Linked DNA regions of Mus musculus: region 2 is linked to region 1. The links are chromatin contacts, called in public HiChIP or PLAC-seq maps. All regions are on one chromosome and are shown on one strand. Each heading gives the region's core, a stretch centred on a gene start, on an enhancer-like site or on the middle of the called end of the contact. The rest is flanking DNA. Distances are from core to core; before and after follow the strand shown.

The links. HiChIP or PLAC-seq counts read pairs in DNA pulled down with a chosen protein or histone mark.
Region 2: an H3K27ac HiChIP or PLAC-seq map of heart atrium shows a contact between it and region 1, with 22 read pairs. The contact joins the promoter of Fstl1 here to the enhancer-like site in region 1. A contact is called at or near these places in 5 of 39 promoter capture datasets (the 3T3-L1 cell line, 3T3-L1-derived adipocytes, cranial neural crest and 1 more), 1 of 15 datasets of contacts at CTCF or cohesin (the NIH/3T3 cell line), 21 of 484 Hi-C or Micro-C datasets (the C3H10T1/2 cell line, the HL-1 cell line, adipose-derived mesenchymal stem cells and 10 more), 7 of 115 datasets of contacts at active chromatin or transcription factors (the NIH/3T3 cell line, bone marrow-derived macrophages, cardiomyocytes and 4 more) and 2 of 9 other capture datasets (adipose tissue and pancreatic islet).

Annotation. Positions count from the first base shown.
Region 1 is chr16:37,728,903-37,734,695 of GRCm38.p6, reverse strand. No RefSeq gene overlaps it. Among named protein-coding and RNA genes, the nearest start is that of Gm46547, 16 kb to the right of the region's middle. Within about 2 kb of position 2,070, at least 81 of the 459 cell types and tissues checked have an H3K27ac peak or open chromatin away from gene starts, as enhancers often do. A contact at or near this core is called in the C3H10T1/2 cell line, the NIH/3T3 cell line, adipose tissue and 8 more, where this site is marked.
Region 2 is chr16:37,774,524-37,779,706 of GRCm38.p6, reverse strand. Fstl1 (follistatin-like 1) reads right to left here and starts at 2,652. Exons shown (of 11, transcript NM_008047.5): 1 at 2,555-2,652; 2 at 2,357-2,413. The coding sequence starts at 2,413.

The DNA.
Region 1 (5,793 bases), core at 821-3,320:
CACCCAGTGATTGGCTCCTTTATTCATTAGGGGATTGGTTCACAAGAATAGCACCAGACCCATCCACAACATGTACGTGTTTGTGTGTGTGTGTGTGTGTGTGTGTATACAAAGAAGCCTGGGATCAACCTCAGGTAAGTTATCCTTCAGGAGATGTCACCATGTTTTTGAAGCAGGGTCTCTCAGTAGAACATGGGTCTCACCAGTTAATCTAGGCTGACTGGCCAGCAAGCCACAGAGATCTTCTTGTCTCCCATTTTCCAGCACTGGAAGTTCAAGTACATGTTACTATACCCAGCTTTTCTTTCTTTCTTTTTGAAAAATGATTTATTTCTTTTTATGTGCTTTGGTGTTTTGCCTACATTTATATCTATGTGATGGTGTTGGATCACCTGGAACTAAAGTTACAGACAATTTGTTAGTTGCCATGTGGTTGCTAGGAAGTGAACCCATGTCCTCTGGAAGACTATCCAGTGCTGCTAACTGCTAAGCTATCTCTCTGGCTCGTACCTAGCATTTTATATGGGTGCTGGTGGGTGCCAATCTTACGTCTTCATGCTTGCATGCAAGTCCTTTCTGGACAGCTGTTTCCCCTGCACCTCCGTTGCATTTGACTAAGGATTTCTGAACCAGTCCTCCAGCATGAATGATAACATTCGGGTATTTTCACTGTATCCTTGTTGCTAGGGAACATAGGTCTAATATTTCATGAACATGTAAACCAAACACCCAGAAGGCAGAGGCAGGATTGCTGTGAATTTGAGTTTAGCCTGGTTATATAGTGAGTTCCAGTCTGGCTTAGGCTTCTAACAAGGGACTGTCTTACCCTAACCACTTGCTTCAATCACTTCAACACTCCAAGATGGCCAGCAATTGGTATACCTGTCTCTTTCCAATTCCCTGGCAACAGATTAGGGGTGGTGGCTCACAGCTCACTCATCTCTGTGTCCATATGAGGATTAAGAATGTGGAAAGATGTCGCAGGCATTTGTGAGGTGTATACTCCTTAGCGACTGTTTCAAAAATATATACAGACACACTGGTGATGCAAATTAGTGAACTGTGGATGCCCCAGAGTCTGTCTTGAGTTTTAGTTCAATTTATATTCAGTGTCAGCTGACTGTTACTCTATAAATCAAATTCTGATAAGTTCCTTATTCTGTACATAGGAAACAGACAGGAAGACTCATGGTTCCCTAATACACATGTTGTAGAATAGACAGAGAGACAGAGACACAGATAGACATAGACAGACAGACAGACACACACACACAGAGTAACATATTTGAACCAGGATAAGAGGAAAATGAATGAAGTGCCTTGAACATCCAGTATAGGTGAGTGGTTAAAAGGAGTAACACTGAGACAATGTAATCATCTATTGATTAACCGTATGTATCAGATTCACTTTAAGTGTTATCTATAAATACATAATGTGGTATATAATGTAAGATTTTTAAATACAAAGATCTCGTAGAATGATTAAACAGAGATGATTAACATACACAGTACCTTGTGTATTTACGTTTCATCTGTCATGAAGATTCTGAAATCAACTTTGTAAGCAAGTTGTCACCATTATTCATTGTTATTAGTTAATACAGGAAGTTTCTCAAATCCTTTAATATTTAAAGGTGATTTTTTATTATTATTTCATTTTATAATAAATTGAGGCTTACGGTGGTTAAACAAGTTGTTTAGCACCACATTTAATAACTAGCAGAACCCCAATCCAAACCCTATAAGTCGTCAGATTTGAAAGTCTGCTTTGGTCCTTGCTTCTCTTGGAAGTGGGGTAGAGCTGGGGGGTGGGGAGCTAGACATGAGAGGATCAGCAATAAAGATCCTGTGGTGGCCTCAGAGAGTGGAATGGGGCTGGGGCTTCCGTAATTCTTGATATTCTCACAGCTGTAATGTGTATAGGCCTTGAATCTGCAGTCTTTCCCTCTTCCCGAAGAAGCACTTTTATTTCAGGGGAGAAAGCTGGTCTGGGTTCTGTTCTCTGCTGGGGTCTGAAGGGAGTTGGCTGGCTCTCCTTCCTGAGTATACATGACTAAGAGAGCTGGGAGGGCTACAGCAAGAGACCCGTTGCCAAGAACATCTTGGGTGGAGAGACTTCTGGGACATTTTTTCCACTCTGCATCAGATGGAGTAAAATTGATTAGCATCTAATTGGTTTCAGCTGCACTTAGAGTAGTGCATAGAAAGCTCCACTGTACTTTACTAAATTCAGTTCCTTACGGTTAACAGATCGAAAGAATAATTAAAACACACACACACACACACACACACACACACACACACACACACACATTCCAAAATAAAGAAACCAGTGCTTTGGGTCACATTTTACCCATTTGGAATTCATACTTTGAGTAAAGTATGAAGAAAGAAACCAAAGAAAGAAATCTCTGTCCTGGAAGACTCTTGGGAAGTGGGCTGCTTAGAAATCAAAACATCTGTGCTGGGCCTCGGCTTTCCCTGAACAGCCTTGTGGTCTGCAAAAACCTTTTCATCTCCCTGCACTGTGCGCTGGTTCCTAGAATTATTGGGAAATTGAGGAGCTTGGTTTTAGCAATCTCCAAAGTTCCTTTCTTCTCTCGTTTCATACTTTGGTTCCTGTCAATTGTTCTCATGAGCTGGGACAATCCCAGAATATCATTACAGTGCAACTGCTTTCGCGAATTAAGGGCCAGAGGGCAAACAAAGGACTGGGAAATCTGTTTTACTGGGTGTTTTGGGGGGCCAGGATACCTCAGTCCTCGCCCTTCACATCTCCATCCACGAAAAGCGACAGAGGACACTTTATACGAGTGCAAAGCTCTTTGCTAATAGGTTTGACAGTGCTGGGTGTGTACTTCACTGACCAAAGAGTGTGCTCAGCACACCAAAGGCCCTGGCTTCAATCCTAGCATCCCAACCAAAAAGAAAATAAAATTTATTTCAAAAAGTATGGTACAAACAAGCTATAGGAGACGCAGCTTGCCAGCTAAACTGCCTCTCCAATCCCCCTTCCTCTTTTTAACGATCATTTGTTTACATTGTTTCCTCTTTTTAACAATCATTTGCTTACATTGTTTCCTCTTTTTAACTACCATTTGCTTACACTGTTTCTGCTCTTTCTATACGCTTTATTCCCTGCCTCCATTTGCTGTTTCTGTTTGGCTAAGTCTCCCCCCAACTGGCCTCAGTTTCACTGTCTCTAAGGAAGAAAAGTTGTGTGTTTGTGTAGGGTTGTTCAGACGATTTTGTACTGCTGTCTTCCAGTTGTGAGATATTCAAACATTTACAACGATAAAAACCAGTGAATGCTACTATTTTCTTGAATACTTACAATATAAACTATGCTAGCTAGTTTCATGTCAACACAAGCAAGAGTCATTTGGGAAGCAGGAGCCTCAACTGAGGAAACGCCCCCAACAAGACTGACCTGTAGGCAAATGTCTTATATTGGGGGGCTCAGGTTGCTGCTGGTGATGGTTCTGAATTTTATAAGGAAGCAGGCTGAGCAAGCCAGGAAGTGCAAGCCAGGAAGTGCAAGCCAGGAAGCAGCATTCTCTGTTTTTCTGATTCAGTTCCTTCCTCCAAGCTCCTGTCCTGACTTCCCTGGATGATGGAGTAGAAGCTGTAAGATGAAATAAACCCTTTTCTCTACAAGTTGCTTTTGGTCATAGTGTTACATCACAACAATAGAAACCCTAAGACACACCATGTGTCGCTCCAAATGGGATGGTGATCAAGACTGCTAGACTCAGGGCTGCTGCATCCAGAGTCCATGGCTTGCAGGACACAGGCTCCCACTGTGGGTATAAGAACAGAGCACTGCTCGAGACCCATTATAAAGAGTAACACTGAAGAACTCTTGGCTTTGGCTGCCATGGATCGCTAGGAGGTGCTGTCCTTTGCTGATGGGGTAGGTTTGTGTTAGCAATGCAAGGATTGGTGAGACTGAAGGTGAGGTAAGACTCTGCAAGTCCCAGGGTGCTTATAAACCCAAGCGGCGTTTTCCCAAAGCAGAACTCCCTTCCAACGATAAATCATGCACTAGAAGACCAAGGTGTGGGAGAGTTCGGGTTTAGACATCATCCATTTGACTGACACATGGGTTTGGGAAAGGCAGCCTTATTAGACTGGAAAGTTCCCTCTGGAAATATCATGTGTCTCCCTGCAAAGGGAAGGAAGGCTGGCAGGCGCAAATGCTTCTTAACACTCTTGGCATCTCTTTTCCATCTGGGCTTACAGCACGCCTATTCATCAGTGGTTCATGAGAACAACACATCTCTCAAGTCTCCCTTTCTCCAGAGTCAGTTACAGATTCTATGTCCCTGTACCCCCCTCCGGGTCCCCAAAACAGAACAGAGCCCACAGAATGAACCCTTCTGATCAGTGAACCCCACAGTACCACACACTCAAAGCCTTCTTCGCTTGTGGCTTTCTTTACTGGACCCTGAAACTCGGGGACAGCTCTCTCTCTCTCTCTCTCTCTCTCTCTCTCTCTCTCTCTCTGCCGCCGATCCTCTTGAGTTTAGGAACCTGTGTTTAGGAGTATGGTGGACTCCCTGGAACATAAACGAGAAAAGGATTATCAACCTGGGTTGTCAGCTCTAAGTATCTGTGCCTCTGTGCCATTTATTACTGCTATGGATGTATAAACTCCCTTGGTTCCATCTCCTATATGCTGGCTCAGAGAATGCGGTCTTATCATCTGGCGATTTATACACCAGAGAAGCACAACCCCATTCTTCTAGCCTTGCCAGTCTTGGCAATAAGCCCAGACTCACTTTATAAGGTTCTGATCCTGTGCTTTGTCCCCGCAGCTAAACCAGTACCCAGATGCTGACCCACCAGGCATTTCCCCTAACTTCCCAGCTCCAGTTCGCCTTTAGTGAACAAATGGATTCTGGAAGGCCACCTAATTTTAAAACTATTGTAACAAAGAGACAGTGAGGGAGGGTAGTCTCTGGCAGCCACTGTTTCTCACGCACCTCTCTGGCATGGCTGTGGAAGAGGAGGGTGTGGTAGGACTTGTGCCCCCGTCCACACTCTCAACATGAACTCTGTTTATCCTCCAGGTCTCTCTCTGAGCTCTCTTGAAGGCTGCTCTTTCTTTCTCTGGCATCCTGAGGCTGAACTCCAGTGAGCTATTTAATGAGCTCAGCTAACCTTATCTGACTTTTATAAATCGACTGATAGAAGTTTATGAGAAAACAAGCCAAGACTGCAGCGAATGCCACAGATAACAAGTTCTGTGCCACTGCTCTTGAATTGACCTTATTAAAAGCTGATTATAATTCTCCTTTTTTAAAAAAAAGAATTCTTCTGAAATCAAGGATACTAAATACATTGGAAATCAACTAGGGCATCCTAGACTTTGAGAGTTTGCCCATTTCAGTTTTATTTTCAGCCAGAAAAGCTGACACATCTTAAGATCTGTTGTTCCTGCCGTAGACCATAGACTATTTTTTGTTACTGCCGAGGACTGCTGTTTACGTGCAGAAAAGATCTGCTTTTAATCGATCAAATCTACATTATGAGTGATTGGGTCATCTGGCTAAAACTCATATGCACCACCTTTATGAGGTGAATAAAATTGTGAAACCGTTATTTATTACAATAATTCTATATTTACATACCATCCTGCTAGAACATATAAATTAAGAAAACCCCATCCTTCCCTCACCACCAGTTCAGCTTTGGTTATTTGAGGGTGAACCCCTTCATTATTGTCCAAGAGGGTTTGAATTCCCCTTCTTTGTGAAGAGGGACTATTAGGCAATCCTCCCTAACTGGAGA
Region 2 (5,183 bases), core at 1,403-3,902, 44 kb before region 1:
TTGCCTCTTTCTCTGCAGGTTTTTCCTGGGAACTGAATGTTCTTCCATAGAGCTCCAGTGGGAAATTGCAGTGAGGGGCCCTTACTACCTGGAGTGAGCTGTTCTCTGCTGTGCAGTGGGATGAGGAGGCTGGAGTGAGGAGTAGGTTACTTAGAACAGATCGCAGACCTTGAGACTCACAGTCTCGTGCTGATGAGACACAGATTCCTTACTTCTGCAAACGGTTCTGTCTTTTCACAAAGTGGTTGGCAATTCCTAAGCTGGCTGAGAAATTAACCAGGAATTCACTTCATCTATCACAGAAGAGTAGCTCTCTTTTTATTGACTGACTAATTAATTATTATTATTATTTTTTTTTGGTTTGGTTTTTCAAGACAGGGTTTCTCTCTGTAGCCCTGGCTGTCCTGGAACTCTTTGTAGACCAGGCTAGTTTCGAACTCACAGAGATCCATCTGCCTCTGCCTCCTGAGTGCTGGGAACAAAGGCATGTGCCACCACTGCCTGGCTATTTTATCATCATCTTAATCATCAGGGTCTCACTGTTTAGCCCTAGCTGTTATGAAACTCACTAGGTAGACCAGGCTGGCTTTGAACTCACAAAGCTCTACCTGCCTTTGCTTCCCACGTGTTGGAATTAAAGGTGAGAGCCACTGGCTAACGGTGTTGAGGGCCATCACAAGGATGGAGGAGCATTCTTTAACCAGAGTTAAAAACCGAGGCTATTTCCTCCACTCAAAGAAAATGGCTGAGGGGCAAACGGGGCTCAAGGCGTATCTGAAAGGTAGAGGGAGGGGGTCACATACTGATCCACTTCCAAAGCTAATCAGTTATCTGAACACGGGCCATTTAATGAGTTTCCTTAACTTTGTTCCCTGCTCTGTAAAACGGAACTAACAAAGCCCAACTCACAGGGCTGAGAGGCTTTAAAAGAAATGCTAGAAGTGATCCGAGCAGACACAAAACACTTGGTAAAATCCTAAGCCCTCATGTTTGTAAGCGGGCCAGGTAGTGATGAATTGTCTGGAGTCTGGAGCCAGACGGCTTGGGTTTGCATCTTGCCCTCACTACTATAACTTATTTTGTAAGTTGCACAAACTTCCCTGACTCAGTTCCCCTATGATTAAAGTAGAATCTTAATACAAGTAGTAGCTACCTAATAAATACTTGCTGCTTTTATTTCTCTAGAAATAAAAATAGACTGCTTCTACCTCAATCAGTGATACAGTGAATTAAAGGAACACACACCAGTACAGTGTGTGCGTGTGTGTGTGTGTGTGTGTGTGTGTGTGTGTGTGTGTGTGTGTTTAAAGTCCTGAAGACTGTGTGCATTTATTAATTCTGGGATTGACTCAAGCTGTGATGCAAAGGGTGGGGCTAAACTGTAAAGTGAAAGAAAAACTCTGAGGGGCTATAAACCACCCACCAGGGAGCTATTTCTTTTGTAATGTGCATTCCATTTCTTCTCTCTCATGCGTTTTAATTCTTTCCACATTTCCTGCCACAATTATCAAATGTTTAGTTTCTGACCTCACTTTTCTGGAGACTGGAGCCCAGGGAATTTAGAATTGTTTATTTTCTGTCCCTAAACCTTTGAGTTAATGGAGGGGCTTGTGCCATAGGGTTTGTTGGTTTGTTTGTAGTGTCTCAGGAAGGTCACTGGAGTTGAAAAGAAAACAAGAGAGAGAGAGAGAGAGAGAGAGAGAGAGAGAGAGAGAGAGAGAGACTCTACATATTTTAGCTGGAAACCAGAGGCCCCCAAAGGGTAGAGCCGCAGATTCCTGCATTTGCTCAACCGAGTTTAAGGGGAAATTTGGATTATAAAAGACTCTTATAGGGCCCAGATAATAACAATGACAACAACAAAAATCCAGGACATTTTACAAAGAAGAAAATGCATTTCAGGAAATCTCAATTCACTCTATGAAGAAGAAAGGAAATTTCATTTTGCTGTTAAAAAAAAAAACTTTTAAGTGCCCCCCCCCCCCCCCCCCGGCTAGGAAAGACTTGGAAAGAAAAAGTCCGTAACTATTCTGTTTCCTCTGAAGTGAACAGAACTCAAGGCGCCTTTTTGAACTCTGCGGCTGCTCTGGCCGCCGCCTCTGCTCCTATCCACCCAGTCTGTCCTCTCTCCCCACTCCCCAGCCTCCCTCCATATTAGGCGTGGTGGGGCTCCAGCTTTTGGCCCAAACTATTTCAAGAATTGAGATCTAAGTTTGTTAGGTAGAATTTCTGCTCCTAGCGTGCCAGAATCCCACTCCATCGTAAGGCTGGGGGACCTTCAGTCCCACCCCCAGAGAGCATCCCTAGAGTGCACACTCGACCGCTGGGGCGCAAACCCCAGAGACCGGTCACCTACCTCGCCGTGGACCAGGGCGATGGTCACCAGCGAGAGCGCCAGCCATCGTTTCCACATCTGCGGAAGAGAGAAGAGGGTGAGAGTGAAGGCGCTGGGCCCCGCTCAGACCCTAGAAACTTCTTCGGGTCCCACAGATTCATCCCCCTCCTCCCAGCACCCTCGGTGCCCGCAGCGGCCCGGCCTCTGCACCGCGCTCACCGTGCTCGGGTCCGGGACTCCGGAGGACACTGGGCAGGGTGGCGGCAGCGAGTTAGAGGCGAAGGTGGGAGCGTCGCTTATCACCAGGCTCCGAGGAAGTCCGACCTGGGCTCGCCGCCCCTTAAGACCCCTCCTTCCCCGCCCTCCGGCCCCCCAGCTCCTCCCTATTCTCCTCCCCTTCTGCAGCGCTGCCCCCGCGGCTCCCGCTGCGCTCCCTCCTCCCGGCCCCCGCCAGTAGCCCAGGAGCGTCCATGCACCGCAGGCATCCCCGTCCTCTCCTAGACCCCAACCAAGAATCTTCAGATATCTCAAGAGAAGGCACTGGGTGTCCGTGTCTCAGGGGACCCTGAAACAAAGGCGGGGGAAATCACAGAAATCCCACGCCCGGGAGGGGCGCTGGCCTGCGGCAGCGGGGGGGTGGGTGGGGGTGGGTAACAGAAGGAACTCGCTGAGGACTGCAGTGACAACCAGATGGACAGTACAGTGGGCATCCATGCCAGGGCTGGGACTCGAACCTAAGCATCCCAGAGCCACCCTTCCTTGTTGAAAGGGAAAAGGGAGAGTAGAGGATGTGAAGGTATTACTACAGCCCAAGAAGGAAGCAGGCATAGGAGCCCAAGATGGGCTGGTGAGCAGAAAGCTACTTTGCGGTCAACTGTGGGTGTACTAGGGAGAGGGGGCAAGTGCCCTGCTCTGCAGCATTTTTATATGCTTCCCTCCAACCCAGGAACTCTAACCCCTCTCCATCTCACCAATCTCCCGTTAGCACCTTGGCCATTTCTGGAAAAGTCCCTCTTTGAGCCTTTGATCTCCACCAGTGTTTCTTTCCCCAGAGGTCTTCAAAGGTGTGCCGCCCCTATAATAAGAGTGTGGATCCCCAATCTCTTTCCTGCCCTGGCTTCCCTATCTCTGGCGGTCAAAAATAAATCTCTGTGTGACACATTTCAACCTCTGGTTGCCGACTCCCACTTTCTACCTGCTCAGCCCATTCTTGACAGCACTGAAAACTAACCGCCATGTTCTTTCGCTCTGGGGTTTAGACAGTACCGTGTCACATCTTCATTCACTGAGATACTTCATCCACTTTCTTCTCCCACACCAAATCCAACCTTTCTGCCTTCCTTGTAAGCACTCCATTTCACCCCGTGGCCGAACCTTTTCGTCTTCTCTTCACCTTCTTTGCCACACACCCCGATGCTCTCATCATACCAGGTATCATGGTGTGCTCTGAACTTGTCTTAGTTTATCGTCTACCGAGGTCTGCTGAATACCTACAGCTGAAGGTTTCAAAATTATGCCTAAATTCCACACTGAGATAGCCCGAGTGCTACACAGATGGAAACAAAAATGTAAACTCTGTTATGGGTCATATTGGAATGTTGGCCATGGCTTTAAAACAGCAGGGGCTGCAATGGGTTTGCTACTGCTGAACCCCAGAATCAAACACACCCCATAGGTACAGGGAGAGTTGGAAAACCTGCTTGTGTAAAAATTAGCTGCATGAAAAAGCAAAATTAATGAATAAAAATAAATAAATAAATAGTCACTGCCCTCTATACTTAAGAGGGGTGTGCTAGTTAGTTTTGATTGTTGAGTTGACATAGCCTGAAGCTAAGAGAAGAATTGCCTATTAGACGGGCCTATGTCTGTGGAGGCATTGACTTGATAGTTGATGTTGGAGGACCTAGCCCACTGTGGGTGGTGCCATTCTGTAGGCACCTGGTCCTGGGCTAGAAAGCTAGCTATGCATGAGCCTGCAAGCAAGCCTGCAAGCAGCATCCCTCCCAGATTTCTGCTCCAGGTTCCCACTTGGGGATCTTTCTGCTGTGACTCTCCTCAGTGATGGACTGTGACCTCTGAGATGAAATACACTCCCCCTAAGTTGCTTTTGGTCGATGTCTTTTATCACAGCAACAGAAAGGAAAATAGAACACAGAGAGAATGATGCATTCTTTGAAGCTCAGCAGTCAGGTGTTACATGCCTTCCTATTTGTTGGATCAAGATGAACAGAGCATAAATGCCCCCCATTGGCTACCCTGCCTGTCATTGTGCTAGATTTGAAGAAATGAGCTTGGATGTACTAAGGTTTGCTTCTGTCCTCTAATAACACCATTGTGTGCCCTCAAAACTTCCTGTGCTTTTCCCATAGGAGGGCTGTCAACATAGCCTAAGCGGTTTCTCACAGATATCTCCTGCTTACAAGGAGGCCATTTCTTTACGGAAAGTCTCTTGATTGCTTTCAGAACTGAAAATGAGTTTCTTTGCATCTCTTGCTTGCCCTTTTCTTGACAACAGCTTGGGGGTAGTAGAAAATACTTAAGTTTGAAGTCAAAACCAACCTGGCTTTCTATACTGGCATTGCACTTACCAGCTGCTAACCTTTGCCCTCTCCCAGCCTAGGTTCTAGCATCTGACAAATGGCAGTCATGATGCCCTTCAGGGGCCAGTACAATTTAAAGTGGCAGGTTGTAAAAAGTGCCTGGCAGACAGAAAGCAGGGTTCTATAAAGGGTAGAACCATTATTATTTTATCGATCTGCCTTGCATCTAAATGGTAGCCAGTACTATGTGCCAGGGATACCAGAGCTTGCAACATGCCGTATTTTTAGGTAACTGCTACAAGACACTG